Regions from separate parts of the Capra hircus genome. Here region 1 is linked to region 2. A link is a contact called in public Hi-C data. All regions are on one chromosome and are shown on one strand. Each heading gives the region's core, a stretch centred on a gene start, on an enhancer-like site or on the middle of the called end of the contact. The rest is flanking DNA. Distances are from core to core; before and after follow the strand shown.

What was found. A called contact is a pair of places that touch in the nucleus more often than the background predicts.
Region 1: a contact with region 2 is called in a Hi-C map of blood, with 4 times the contacts expected there. The contact joins two enhancer-like sites. A contact is called at or near these places in 2 of 5 Hi-C or Micro-C datasets (both in blood).

The regions. Positions count from the first base shown.
Region 1 is chr16:3,713,495-3,720,221 of ARS1.2, forward strand. RASSF5 (ras association domain-containing protein 5) reads left to right here. Exons shown (of 6, transcript XM_018060091.1): 3 at 1,921-2,031; 4 at 3,090-3,387; 5 at 4,196-4,311; 6 at 5,820-6,727. The coding sequence ends at 5,972. Among named protein-coding and RNA genes, the nearest start is that of EIF2D, 29 kb to the right of the region's middle. Within about 2 kb of position 5,472, at least 3 of the 5 cell types and tissues checked have an H3K27ac peak or open chromatin away from gene starts, as enhancers often do.
Region 2 is chr16:3,681,955-3,688,454 of ARS1.2, forward strand. All of the region lies in intron 2 of RASSF5 (ras association domain-containing protein 5), which reads left to right. Among named protein-coding and RNA genes, the nearest start is that of RASSF5, 39 kb to the left of the region's middle. Within about 2 kb of position 1,462, at least 2 of the 5 cell types and tissues checked have an H3K27ac peak or open chromatin away from gene starts, as enhancers often do.

The sequences.
Region 1 (6,727 bases), core at 4,222-6,721, 36 kb after region 2:
TCTGTCTGTAACCTGTAAAATAGGAACAGCACATTTAGTGTGTAAGAGATGGTGTGTGGATGCACAGTGCTCTTCTGACCAGCCTCCTCAGAGAAGAGTAGAGAGGGGCAGACAGGCCCGCGGAAGACGCTGTGATGGAAAAAGGGCGTCAGCGCATCTCCGCGCTGAGGGCCGGGTGTGGGAGGCACGCCAGCTCCCCTCCGCGGCCGAGCTTGACGTCTCACCGGCCCTGTCGGGGAAAGTGTGAGCAGGAAGTGAAGGCATCCTGCCCAGTGTGACTTGTCTCCCACGGGCTGGCGAGAAGGGCAGCTCTGCCCCAGGAATCCGGCGTGTTCAGCTGGGTGATGCTGCGATGGCAGCCTGGCTGGGAAATTCCCCAGCCAAAGCAGACAGACGCCCACAGGTCAGTGCTGCGTGATGGCAGCCAGGAGAAAATGATCGCCCTCCGGGCCTCAGTTTCCTCATCTGCCAAAGGAGAATCCCGACCCGCCCTGGGGTCCACTGGATTTCTGAGACAGGCAAATTCTAGGCCGATTTCCACCGACCCGTTTATTCCCGCAAACTGTGGCTCCCGCATGCTCAGCCGCACAGGAACAGCGTGAAGACAAAGCCAGGAGGGTGGGTGGCAGCGGACTCGAGAGAAGCTCGGGGAGCTGACAGGCGGACAGAGTTGCCGAGACCCCAGAATTCTCCCCTGGACCGTCTCCGCAGTGGGAAGGCCACTGGCCTCCACGTCCTCAGCTTCATTCTTCCAGGAGAGGGTCTTGGGCGGGGGTGCGGTCAGAAGAATCCACTGTGGTGTCGTGGGAAGAACGCAGCAGAACAGACGGGTCCCTTTGAGCTCTGCAGACTGTAGGGCTGGACGCAGTCCTAACCTCCTCTGAGTCTCGGTTGTCTCAACTGTGAAATATGGGTGATAAACTCAATCTTGCAGTTTGGTTCTGAGGATTAACTGAGACAGTGCATGCCAAGCACTTGGCAGGGAGGAGGCTCTCAGTAAACCCAGGCCAACCCTGAGCCCCAGCAGAGGAGTCATCCCCTCGGTTATCAGAGAAGGCTGCAGCCCCCTGCTCCCACCAGTTGTGAAGTCGTTTGATAAATACACATATGTATGTGTGTGCATATGTGTGTGGATGTGTGTGTGTGTGTGTGTGTGTGTGTGTTGCTCAGTCGTGTCCAACTCTGAGACCCCATGGTCTGCAGCCCGCCAGGCTCCTCTGTCCGTGGGATTTCCCAGGCAAGAGTACTGGAGTGGATTGCCATTTCCTTCTCCAGGGGACCTTCCCAACTCAGGGATCAAACCCGGGTCTCTTGCACTGCAGGCGGATTCTTTGCTGAGCCACCAGGGAAGCCCTGGGACCTGGGGCCTGAGCTGATGTCCGTGTGCCTTTGGCCCGCTCAGCCTGGGAGAACTGCTGTCGTTCCCTTCAGCACACGCTGGGATCGTGTGTGCACGCCTTTCTCCAGCTGTACTGTTACTTCCTTGAGGAGACGACTACGGCTTGCATGTCTTTGCATCTCCCATAGCATCTGAATGGATCTTTCAGTAGCAGCCCTCAATGAGCAAAACAGCTTGCCAACTCAGCAGATTTATACCTCCAGTGCCTGTGTAGTTGGGCCCTTTCACGGTGGTCTTGCAACAAGCCTGAAGGATGGGGTATGGCCCCCATTTCACAGGTGAGGAGACTGGCACCAAGAAATGTTCCAGCCACTTCCTGGGGGGAGCCGGCCAGGCAGTTACCCCAGCTGGCGTTTGACCTTCGATTTTTCTCAGCCTGAGTCCATCCCATTCACTCCGTGGTTCTGGTGCGTGCTTACTCTTGGTTGGAGAGGCCTTTAGGAGGAAGCGGTCACTCCCTTTCTCATCCTAAGAAGCGTGTGCAATGCACGTGTCCACCCTCGCGTCTGTGTCTGTTCCAGAATGACTGCAAGCCCCCTGAGGAGCCTCAGCGCCCGCCCACTCTGCAGGAGATCAAGCAGAGGATCGAGAGCTACAACGCCCGGGAGAAGAACTGCCTGGGCATGAAGCTGGTGAGTCCGTGCCCGCTCCCCATCCCTGCCCCCACCTAGCTCACAGCCCCTTCTGCTTTGGCTCCGTTCTTCCCCCTCGGAATCCTGGGGCTCCCCTCCCCAGGAGGGCGCTCCCCTTTCTTTGGGGCTCTGGAGGCCTCCAGGCTTACGTGAGGCGGAGAACCTGGGCTGTCAGTGCTCTGGGGAAACAGATTGGGCTATGGGATGAGACCTAGATCCCGTCTCTGGCTGTTTCTTTAAGTTGAAGCTTTGGGAAACCTTAACCTCTCTGAGCTTCAGTATAAAATAGAGACATTAGTGTCCATGTGTCAAAGCACATGTAGGCATTAAATGATATGCAGGTGACCAGGGGCCCAGGAAGCCCTCGGCAAGGGGCACAGGCAGCCCTCCTCCCCTTCTTGGTCCTCACATCCTGTGCCTGGGGCAGCCTGCCTGACTGTGCAGAGCTCAGAGCCGCGAGGGCACCAGCTTCGTGCTGGTTCAGAGAGGCCATCTTCAGGGGAGACGCTGGAGGCGCCCTGCCCCCTGCTGGTGTTTGCTGGCAACTGGCTCTTGGTGGGGCCTTAGCTGGGTGGACACCAGAACAATCCAGTCGCAGAGGAACTGGGGTTTAAGTCTGGAGGGTTTCAAGAGGAAATTCAGTGCCCTGGTTCTCCAAAGATCTTATCACAGAGCCTCCTGCTCCTCCTTGGTTTGGAGGGGGGACGACCAGAGGGGCCACTCCAGACCCTGTGTCTTGGCCTGGGGACTCAGCAGAGGCAATCATCCCATCTGCCTGGTGGCAGGGATTTGGGGCAAGCAGCGTGAGCCCCTGGGGAGGGGGAGCCGCAGCAGTAGCTAGGTCCTGCGGGCCTTCTGCCGCTGCCCTGCCAGCATCCCTAGGTCAGCAGAGGCAGGAGGGAACTCAGGGAGGCAGGTGGTGCGCGTGTGGCTGGGATGGCACTGCATCAGGAAGGGCCTCTGCAGCCCGGTGGGTCTGGAGCCCCGGGCGGGAGTGGCAGGTGGGAGATCCGGCGAGACAGGCCCGCCGTGACCACGCCCAACCTGCGCCCTGGCAGAGCGAGGACGGCAGCTACACGGGCTTCATCAAGGTGCACCTGAAGCTGCGGCGGCCGGTGACGGTGCCCGCCGGGATCCGGCCCCAGTCCATCTATGACGCCATCAAGGACGTGGATCCAGCGGCCGCCACGGACAAGCGTACATCCTTCTACCTGCCGCTCGACGCCGTCAAGCAGCTGCACATCAGCAGCAGCACCACGGTCAGCGAGGTCATCCAGGGGCTGCTCAAGAAGTTCATGGTCGTGGACAATCCCCAGAAGTTCGCGCTCTTCAAGCGGATACACAAGGATGGGCAAGGTAGGAGTGAGCGAGCTCTCCCCCAGAAATTACCCTTCCTGACTCTGGCTGGGCGGGCCCGGTCACACGAGCTGGAGGAGTGGGCTTCTCGTGGCCCGGAGCCCAGCCTCCCCTATGGCGTTGGGTCTACGGACGGACCGCCCACCGTGCCCCTCCCTTCACACATGGCTGCAGGAAACCCACCCCTGGGCGTTCACTTCCTAATCTGTGGGATGGGACCACTCCCTCGAACGTTTGGGGGGATGACGTGAATGGAAACACGCTTCCCACCCTAGCAGACTCTGAAGGTACCGGTTGTTACCCTTTATTCCTGCCAGGCGCCTTTCGTTAGGTTGAAAGGATGGCTAGAAACACCCCTGCATCCGAATCGGTCCGGCCATCCTGAGCCCCTGCTCTTCTACTCCAAGGCAGCCCAGCCCGCTCTCTTGGTTTACAGTGCTCTTTTTTTTTCTTTTTTTCGTTTTTTGAATTTATTTGTCTTACTGTCATTTTGAACCTAAATCAATTAAGAATTTTTCCTTCCTCTAGGAAGGAAAATAATTCTCTATTTGTAGACTGAGTAGTTTTTTAAAGTTTAATTAATTTTAATTGGAGGCTAATTACTTTACAATATTGTAGTGATTTTGTCATACATTGACATGAATCAGCCATGAGTATACATGTGTTCCCCATCCTGAACCCCCTCCCACCTCCCTCCCCATCCCACCCCTCTGGGTCATCCCAGTGCACCAGCCCTGAGCGCTGGCTGTCGCATGCATCGAACCTGGACTGGCGGGCTGTCTCACATGTGGTACTATACATGTTGCAGTGCTCTTCCAGAAACTCTCCATCGCTGACTGCCCCCTCTACCTGCGCTTACTCGCCGGGCCTGACACAGACGTCCTCAGCTTCGTGCTAAAGGAGAACGAAACTGGAGAGGTGGAGGTAGGTCCTGGCACCTCCGCCTGTGCGCATTCCCAGCCCGTGGGGCTCGCCTAGCAGGGCGGGCTCGGTCCACACCCCCCAGCGCAGCTGGAGGCCGCCCTGCAGCTGCTGAGCTGGGGCGAGTGTGGCCCAAGATCAGCGCTGAAGTCAGGAGTGTAAGTGCTCTGGGGGAGCAGGTCAGGGCCTGTCTGGCAAGGCCTATGGAAGGACAGGATTCCATGTGCCTACTTTGAACACTCAGGGTGGAGGGGTGCTGAGAACCTCCCTGTGTTCCACCCAGCTTTTCGCTCCTGAGGATGTCCTGAGGCCCAGCAAGCTCCAACTCTGGGCTCCCCCAAGCACAGGTACTGTTGACTCAATTGTCTCTCCCTAGTTCTTGAAAGCAGACCTCGCTACCCCAAGGGAAGCGTCCAGCCTGCGGTATGAACTGGGGTGAAACCAAGCTGGTGCTCCCTGCGTCCTGGGGTTTTCAGAAGCAGTCTTGGGGGCCACTGTGGAAATTAGGGGGATCTAGGCCTGTCTTTTTCCAGCCTCCACCAGGAAGCTCTGCTCTCCCTCTGTTTGACAGAGTGGGAGGTTTTGTTGGGACAGAGTATTCCACAGAAACTGTTTGAGCGTTGCTGGCCCCGTGGGAACCTCACAGGCCTGGGGTTTAGAGGCCTGGCTTCTCGTTCAAGTTTTGTGGCTGTACTGGAAGCTCTGTGACAGTGGTTCCCTCTGTGGACTTCAGCTTTCCCATTTCTCCAATGTGGGGATTAAACCAGATAAACCTTGATGTTCCGTTGTGCTCAACAAGCCTAGGAGTCAAAGTCCCTGACCCCATGGGGGCCTCAGTTCCTGGGTCAGCCGGGAAAAGCCGGACTTGCCTTCTGTCCTGAGAAGCCAGATCCCACTGGCCAGGCCCAGGCCCGCCAGGCCCTGCAGAGCTGTGCAAGTGACTCATCTCATTATCTGCGCTGCGAGCCTCGGGAGGTGGACACCCTAATTCCACGGCAGATGAGGAAACAGCTGAGAAGGGTGGAGTTCTGTGCTCAGGGTCACATGGCAGAGCCAGGCTGACGCCCAGTCTCCTGAGTCCAAGCTCAGCTCCCCTCCCGACGTCACTCTGGGGGCTGCATGCTGGGGACCCGTTGCTGGTCAGCCCCAAAGCAGACAGCTCCAGGTGGTCACCAGGGTCTCAGGCAGCTCCAGCATCACAGTTAGGATCTCAGCTGCTACCGAGAAATTTAAGATTATTGATTCTCCAATGAATAGAGCCTAAGCCAATAAAATACAGCATAAGCCAATCAAAACAGGGCTTATGGTCTACTAATTCTTGGCCAGAAGATGCCAGGATTTGAAATTCTGCTGCTGATATGGCATGGAGACCTCAGGCTGTGTTCATCACACCTGCCTATTCCGTAGCAAGTGGTGTGAAGGGGGAGCTGAGCTGGCAGGGCCCCTCCGTCACGTGATGTCTAACCTGGCTCCTGTTCTCTCTCTCCCCCAATCTCCCTCTCGCCGCCCAGTGGGATGCCTTCTCCATCCCTGAGCTCCAGAACTTCCTAACGATCCTGGAGAAAGAGGAGCAGGACAAGGTCCAACAAGTGCAGAAGAAGTACAACAAGTTCAGGCAGAAACTGGAGGAGGCTTTAAGAAAATCCCAGGGCAAACCTGCCTAGCCAGTCCAGCCTCCCCTTCTCCTGAAAGCCCATGGATTTAATTTTTATTATTAATTATTATTTTGCAACAGACACTTTCTCAGGACACCTCTGGTGGGTGCATCTGTGCCTGCCCATCAGTTCCAGATGTGGCACGACGCCTCTGGCGGCCGCGTGTGCGTGCAGGCTCGGGGCCTGCCTGTCGCCATCCGTGCCTCTGCACACCGCCCCCGAGCAGCGCGCTCGTGTGCAAGATCGGCCACCTCGTCTCGCCATCTGCAAGCCTTCCGCAAACCAAACAGCTGCCTCTCCCTACACCAGCTGGCAAAGCAAAGGGTTTTAGAGATACGTGTTCTTTCTCTGGCCTTTAGACTTCTTCAGTTCGTTTCTTATTTGCCATCCACAGTTCCTTTATTTATGAGTCCAGAACTGTAGTATATTCCTTTAGCAGGTCTGAGCTAAGCTCCTGAAACAGGACAGTGCTCATAGAAGAACTGTCCCGGGTCTTCCCTTGTGATCCAGTGGCTAAGACTCCAAGCTCCCAACGCTTGGGGCCCAGGTTCGATCCCCAGTCGGGGAACTAGATCCCACACGCCTCCACTGAAACATCTCGCGTGCTACAACTTAAGACCCTGTGCAGTCAAATAAATAAATAGTTAAAAAAGAGAATTTTCCCCCACCGTCCTCAGGTGCCCATTGCTCACGGGTAAGGGATGGTCATAAAGCTACTGGCCCCAGAGGCTTGGGTCAGAAGCACCAAAGCTGAGGTTGCCTGA
Region 2 (6,500 bases), core at 212-2,711:
CACTGAACATTATTACAGTCTCTGGATTAATCGACCCTTTTCATTATGAAATAAATTTATCTTTGGCAATATTCTTTGTTCTGAAATCGACTTTCTCTAACGTTGATGTAGCCACTGCGGCGTTCTTTTGATTACCATTAGCATGTTATTTCTTTATCCATCCTTTTATTTTAGGCTATCTGTGCCTTTATATTTAAAGGTCATGTCTTACAGAAAGCAAGTAGTGGAATCTTGTTTTTCTTAATCCAATTGGATCATCTCTGCTCTTTGAGTTATTTAGTTCATTTGCATTTAATGTGGTTATTGATATAATTAGATTTGAAGTCTATCTTCTTGCTGTTTGTTTTCTATTAGGCTTATTCTTTGTTTCCTTTTCTTCCTTCTTTTGGATTAATCGAATACATTTTACAATTCTATTTTATCTCATTTGTTGCCAGCCCATCCACAGGTGCCAAAAGGAGGGGCCAGTCTCCAGCCACCCCCCACCACAGATTTCCCTCCACGCTCTAGAAACCAGAAGTGCTGGCCAAAGTTGTCAGTGATTCCGCTCCACTCAACAGCTGCTCTAACAGGAGCCGCCCTAAGGCCTGTCTGGCAGCCCAGGGGAGCTCAGTTCTGATCAGACAATGGGAATGGCTTCCCAACCAGGAGGCTCTTGATACCCTGGTGCCAAGCAGAGCCAGGGTTCTAGCCCTTGCTTCTCTTGAAATGCTTAAGCACTGGAGATGTATCTCTGTGCCCCTCACAGCCCCACTTACTCCTCCCAGCCTAGAACCAGTAGGTGCCTGAGATGACCTCTGGCTGGGCCAGCTTGTCCTGAGGCCCTAAGGAGGCAACAAGCCTCTCTCTCTCTACATGCAGTAGTGCAAGGGTTGTTCACACATCTCACATCCGTGACCACATTGCCCTGGCTCCTGAAGGACTGAAGCGATAGCGCGAGGGATGGGATTGTTGGTCAGAAGCATCTTTTATGATTCTCTAGTTCCCCTAAAGGAGGGCAGCTAGAAGGCCAACTCCCCAGGCCTGCCGCAGACCCAGCAACAGCCCTCCAGGGCCTCCGCGTCTTAGTCTGGGCTGATCTAACTGCCTTTGGTGTGTGTGTCACGGCCTTAGCGAAGCTGGCAGCCTGACAACCCAGCAAGCGAAGCGTGGAGAGGGCTAGGAGCCCCAGAAAACTGCCTCTGCTGTGAGTCAGCCGCGTACCTCTCACAACAGGAAGTCATCCGGGGGAAGCTGAGCTCTGTGGTGTGCTCACAGTCTAATGCTGTCAGAAGCTGCTCTCGGGACACGGGGTGGCAGTAAGGTTCACCCCAGAGAGGGCATCTGAGAAAGGCTGCTTCCGAGAGGCGCTGGGAAGGTGGGGCAGGTGTGGCCGTGGGTGGGGAGTGTGCGTCAGGAAGCCAGTGGAGGCAGGAGCGCTCTGAACGCAGAGGAGACCGAGAGCAAGGCCACGCGCGGGGTGGGCGGCTGCCGGGAGCGTGAGGCGAGCGTGTGTGCCTGCAAGGAGGGCTGCCTGAGTGTGGCTGGCGGTGGGCATGGCCTGTAGGCCGGGCACGTGCTGTGAAGGGCCTTGAAGGACCTGCTCTGGAGCTGAGGATATTGTTGTAGGCACTGGGGCGTCACTGGAGGCAGGACAGCTGTGGTGAAAAATTGTCAGACACTGAGGCTCTGGGTTTGAAATCTGATCCCACTATTTATTTGCTCTTCGGTTTGGGGCAAATCAGCCATCCTGAGTCTCATTTTACTCATCTGTAAAATACGTTCTTACAGGGTTGTGACAATATACAGCCTTGATGTACTCCTTTCTCAATTCTGAACCAGTCCATTGTTCCACGTCTGGGGGATTAAGTGCAAGAATGAAGTATATGAGAGCTCGGTAGCTCCAATATGACATCTTATTTTGTGTTGTTCAGACTGGCTGTTAGGAGAAAGCAAGGACTATGTGTTCTTCAGAACACCCAGTCTGGTGCCTGCCATGTAGAAAGTGCTCAGGAATTATTTGTTGAATAAATGAATAAGCTTGATACTAAGTCTTGATCCTCAGTACATATTCAATAATTATTAGTTGACATCTGAATGGGAAGATTTTATGATGAAATAACCCTGATCAGATCTCGGTCTAGATGGGTAACTTTGGCAACAAGACAGTGGGGAGTTTGGAGGAGTCAGGATGGGAACGAAGGACATTATTGGAAGGCTTTGCAATAATCTGTGTTGATGGAATCCATCAAGATAGGAAATTCTAAAGTAGGGGGAGCAGGGGGAGGCTGAGGCCCCGAATAATCACCTCCGTTTGGACCTGTTGAGAGTGAGGCCGTAGTGGGGAGGGCTGGGTACCTGGTGAAGCATCCATCTGGAGTACCTGGGGGAGAGGGCATCATGAGACAGGTCAAGTGTGGTTGATGCCATTGGCCTAGACGCAGCTCCCAGGGACAATGCGAGCACAGAGGGGGTGGAGGAAACAGTCAGTGAACTGTGGAAAACCCCAGTGAGCCAAAGGGAAGACAGGGTCATAGGCAGACTGAGAAAGCAGCTCCTGACTTATCTGTGACAGACGCCAGTGTCAGGCAGGATGACTGTGCGCAGAGCGGTCGGGGGATAGGTTCTGATGCTCTGCCTGTACACAGTCAAGGGCCTGGGTCTGGAGTCAGACCAGCTGGGCTGATTTGGCTCCTCCGGAACTAGCATGTCTGACTGTGTGCAGGTCACTCGACCTGCCAGAACCTCCTCTTCCACTCTGTAAAGTGGAGATATTGAACTGTAGCCTCCTCCCCCGTTTGCTGTAGGGATTAAATGAAACGAAGCACATAAAGTTACTAGGAAGACAGCGTCCACGCAAGGCGGCTAATGATCGCTCCAAATGGTTTCTGGGGTGGGTTGGCACCTCACCCGATTTTCGGCCTCTGAATATGTTTGTCGTTCATGAGGCCCCAAACCTGATCTCTGGACCCCTCCATGGATCCTGGATGAGGAGACCTGAGGTCCAAAGTTGCTGAAGCTCCCACAGCAAGCTAGAGCTGGAGCTGGGCCTGGAATACCAGCCCCCTGGCTTCCATTCTTGTACCACAGCTTTCCTGGAACACAGACCCACAGGGTGGATTTGACAAGGGATCTGGCCACGTGTCAGGATGGCATTTGAGAGAGGAAGAAAGTTTCCAATGATGTCTTTCATTATCTGACGCTCTGAGACAGGGAAGTCACCCATCCACCACTTCAGTGGGGCTTTCTGAATCCACCCTGCCCACCCCACCCCCCAATAGCGACGCCATCATTGCTCTGGGGCTCTGGATGCTGCAGCTTCAGGGCCAGACTCCTCTTCCTGGGACCAGGGACAGGAACAGCCAGTTCCTACCCTTCGCACGTTCACTTCCAGAAGCATGAAGCGCTGTTGCCTAAGCTCTTCCGGCTGCCTTCTCCCCTCCCCCTGGCCACGTTATCACCATCGTTGATTATTCATGGGGAAGAGGTGTAGCCAGGGTCACTGGACACTGAAAGGAACCCGGTCTTCCTCCCTTTGGGATTATGGAGCTTCAGTCTGGATTTTTCCTCCTGGAGGCTGGCCAACCTGTTGTATCACATGTGATCTTTGCTGGCTTCAGAAGAGTCCCAGGGTCCTCGCCAGCACCATTTCTGCTTTGCTTGGCTTCCTTCCAAGCCTGGACTCATTGACAGGTGGAGTAGGGTAGATATACAGACACTAACTAGGCTTTGAGAATATCTCATGAGCTATGATGGAACACATCGCTTCCCTCAGTTTCCTCATCTGTGAAATGGGAGTAAAACCTGCTATCAGGGTTGCAGAGCAACCCAAGTGATGAGGTGAAGGGACTTTGAAAAGCCCTATTCAGATGTCACTTTTCATAATATTTGAACTGGCAGGGAGCAGCACCCTGAAAGAACACGGTGTCACTCAGGCCTTTTCCTAAGTGGATCTGGCATCTAGTGTGCCGCTCACAAGCAGAGACTCACGCTGACTCCTGGGGTACTTTGGCTTGTGGTTCAAAAAGCCCGTTGTCCGCTGTATTTTAAGATTGTACGTTTTGAATGTGTAGGGCTGCGTTTGCTCTGCAGAGGTCAGTGTGTACTCCAAGGTCCAGGGTGGCCCGAGAATCTGGGGCCTGTTTTTCCCTTAAGTATTGAATTCCCACTGAGCAAGGAGGTTCCTTGTATAAGGAAACGTGTGTTCTTTCAGTGGCCAGACAAAGCAGGCAGGCTCTTGCTGATGCCCAGGGGTCATGCAGAGCCCCCTCCCTGCAGGATTCATCATCCTGACATTGGCCTTTGAGGTGCTGGTGAGGCCAAAATCAGCTTCCTTTCCCTGGACCATAGTCTCGGGGGCAAACTCCCCTACTCCCAACAAAGTGAAAGTGAAAGTCACTCAGTTGTGTGTGCTCTGTCACTGCGTGGACTATACCGTCCGTGGAATTCTCCAGGCCAGAATACTGGAGTGGGTCCCCCTTCTCCAGGGGATCTTCCTAACCCAGGGATCAAACCCAGGTCTCCTGCACTGCAGGTGGATTCTTTACCAGCTGAGCCACCAGGGAAGCCCAAGAATACTGGAGTGGGTAGTATATCCCTTCTCCAGCGTTATCTTCCCAACCCAAGAACTGAACTGGGGTCTCCTGCATTGCAGGCAGATTCTTCTACCAACTGAGTTATCAGGGAAGCCTTGCCCAACAAAACAGTCTTTGAAATACTCATTTGAAGAGCAGATTGTTCCAAAACCTACTTTCAACCCCACTAACGTGAATTCTTCCCTGAAAACACCTGGAAGCTCACCCCAGCGCCCCTCCCCACCTGGTTACTTCCACTTGTTACTTCCACTTACTCCCGGCCGGGGAGGCAGCTACTGGTAGTGACCATCCCTGGAGTTGGGCAGGTCAGCGGGCCGCGGTGCGGGCTCTCAGCTAGCTCATGTTCGTGCCTGCCAGGCATTCGCGGGCTTCTAGAAAAAAGACTGTGTGGGAGGATGGAGCCAAATTGGGCTGCAGTTGAAACCATCCTGAGCACTGACGGATTTGACTAAGATGGGGGAGGAAGAGGGCTCCTCGCAAAAGTAGCCAGAGCTTAAAATGGAGCTGGCAGCTTGCAGTCTGGGGGCTGAGTCTAGCCCCTTACCCAGCTTGTGCCCCAAGACTGGATGCTTTTTGGAACTACAGGAGACACAGACTTGGAGAAAGTCCTGATAACCCCTCTCAGCCACTCTCTGGGCGTTTCCAGTGTCCCCAGGCCATCAGACTCCAGGAGCACGGTGCCCCTGGCATTGCTCGGCTCTGAAGGCTTGTTTTCTGTTCCCGAGATTCCGAGCCCCTCTCTGCTGAGAGACGGCAGCACGCTGACAGGCCCTAGGACTGCAAGGACCCGGGTCTGAGTCCCAGCAAACTGGTCCTACCAATGTGACTCTGAGCTTCAGTTTCCTCACCCGTGAAAAGGGAATAATAATCTCTATCCCGAGGCTGTTGGGAAGTGACAGACTGCAGGTACATCACTGCAGGCACACGGAGTAACTACTGTAGATGAAGGATTTGAAGGATTCGGCCCCAGTCGAGGAAGGCGTCCCTTCATCCAGTTCTAATGGAGAAATGTAACTGAGCCGTCCTTGATGAGATGACATCTGGCAAAGACCCCTCTTTGCCAGACCCGGCGCCCCTCCCCGCCGGGAATTAAACGCACTGATAACCTGGGTGGTGTCTGCAGGCGCCTTTAGAAACCTGAGGCTTCCTGGGGCAAGTTCCTGGGGTGGGTGGAAGGGCCTGCTTACTCTGCAGATTGCTGTAACTTTGCATCTGATTTGCATACGCTTCGGGGTGGGGGGGGGGGGGCTGCAGTTTCTTCTGGCATTTCCGAGTTAAAATATTGCTGCTTCTCCAGGCAGACCAGATATTGATTTTCTTCTTCAGTCACTTCTCTAACCACTCCGAGGGGCCTGGCTCCTTCACCCAGGGAATGGGGAATGAGAGGGTGGGGGAGGCAGAGGATGGGGGGAAGGGAGGCGCGAAGGTGTGGGCCTTCGAGCTCCTGCCGTCCTGGGGGAGGAGAAGGAGCTGCCAGCAGGAGGATGGAGACAGCAGAGAGGGCATTTTCTCCCTCGGGTCCGTCCCCGTGCATTCCCGCCCGGCATCCCTGCTCTGACTCTGGCGATGCCCCGGGTCCACTTGCCGGTGGTCCAGCGGCAGGGTAGGGACGCGCAGGCCTGGGGCGGGAGGACCCGGAGGGGCGTGGCGACCGCCGGGGCCTGGAGGAACCTTGCGAGAGGAAGTGGCTTCTGAACCCCTCTGGCAGTGGAGGGGCAGGAGCGGCGCGGAGGCGGGGGCCGGGCCGAGAAGGGCTCGGCGCGGGGTGGAGCGGGGCGCCGGCGCGCAGGGCGCGAAGGGGCAGATGCCCAGTGAGTTGCAGAGGGAGGTGCGCCGCGCGGTGTCCGGGTCTGACCGCCTCCGGGGGACAGGTTACCCTGCCGCCTGAGCCCCTCGGGCTCCAGTGTGAAAGGCGAGGCGCCGGGT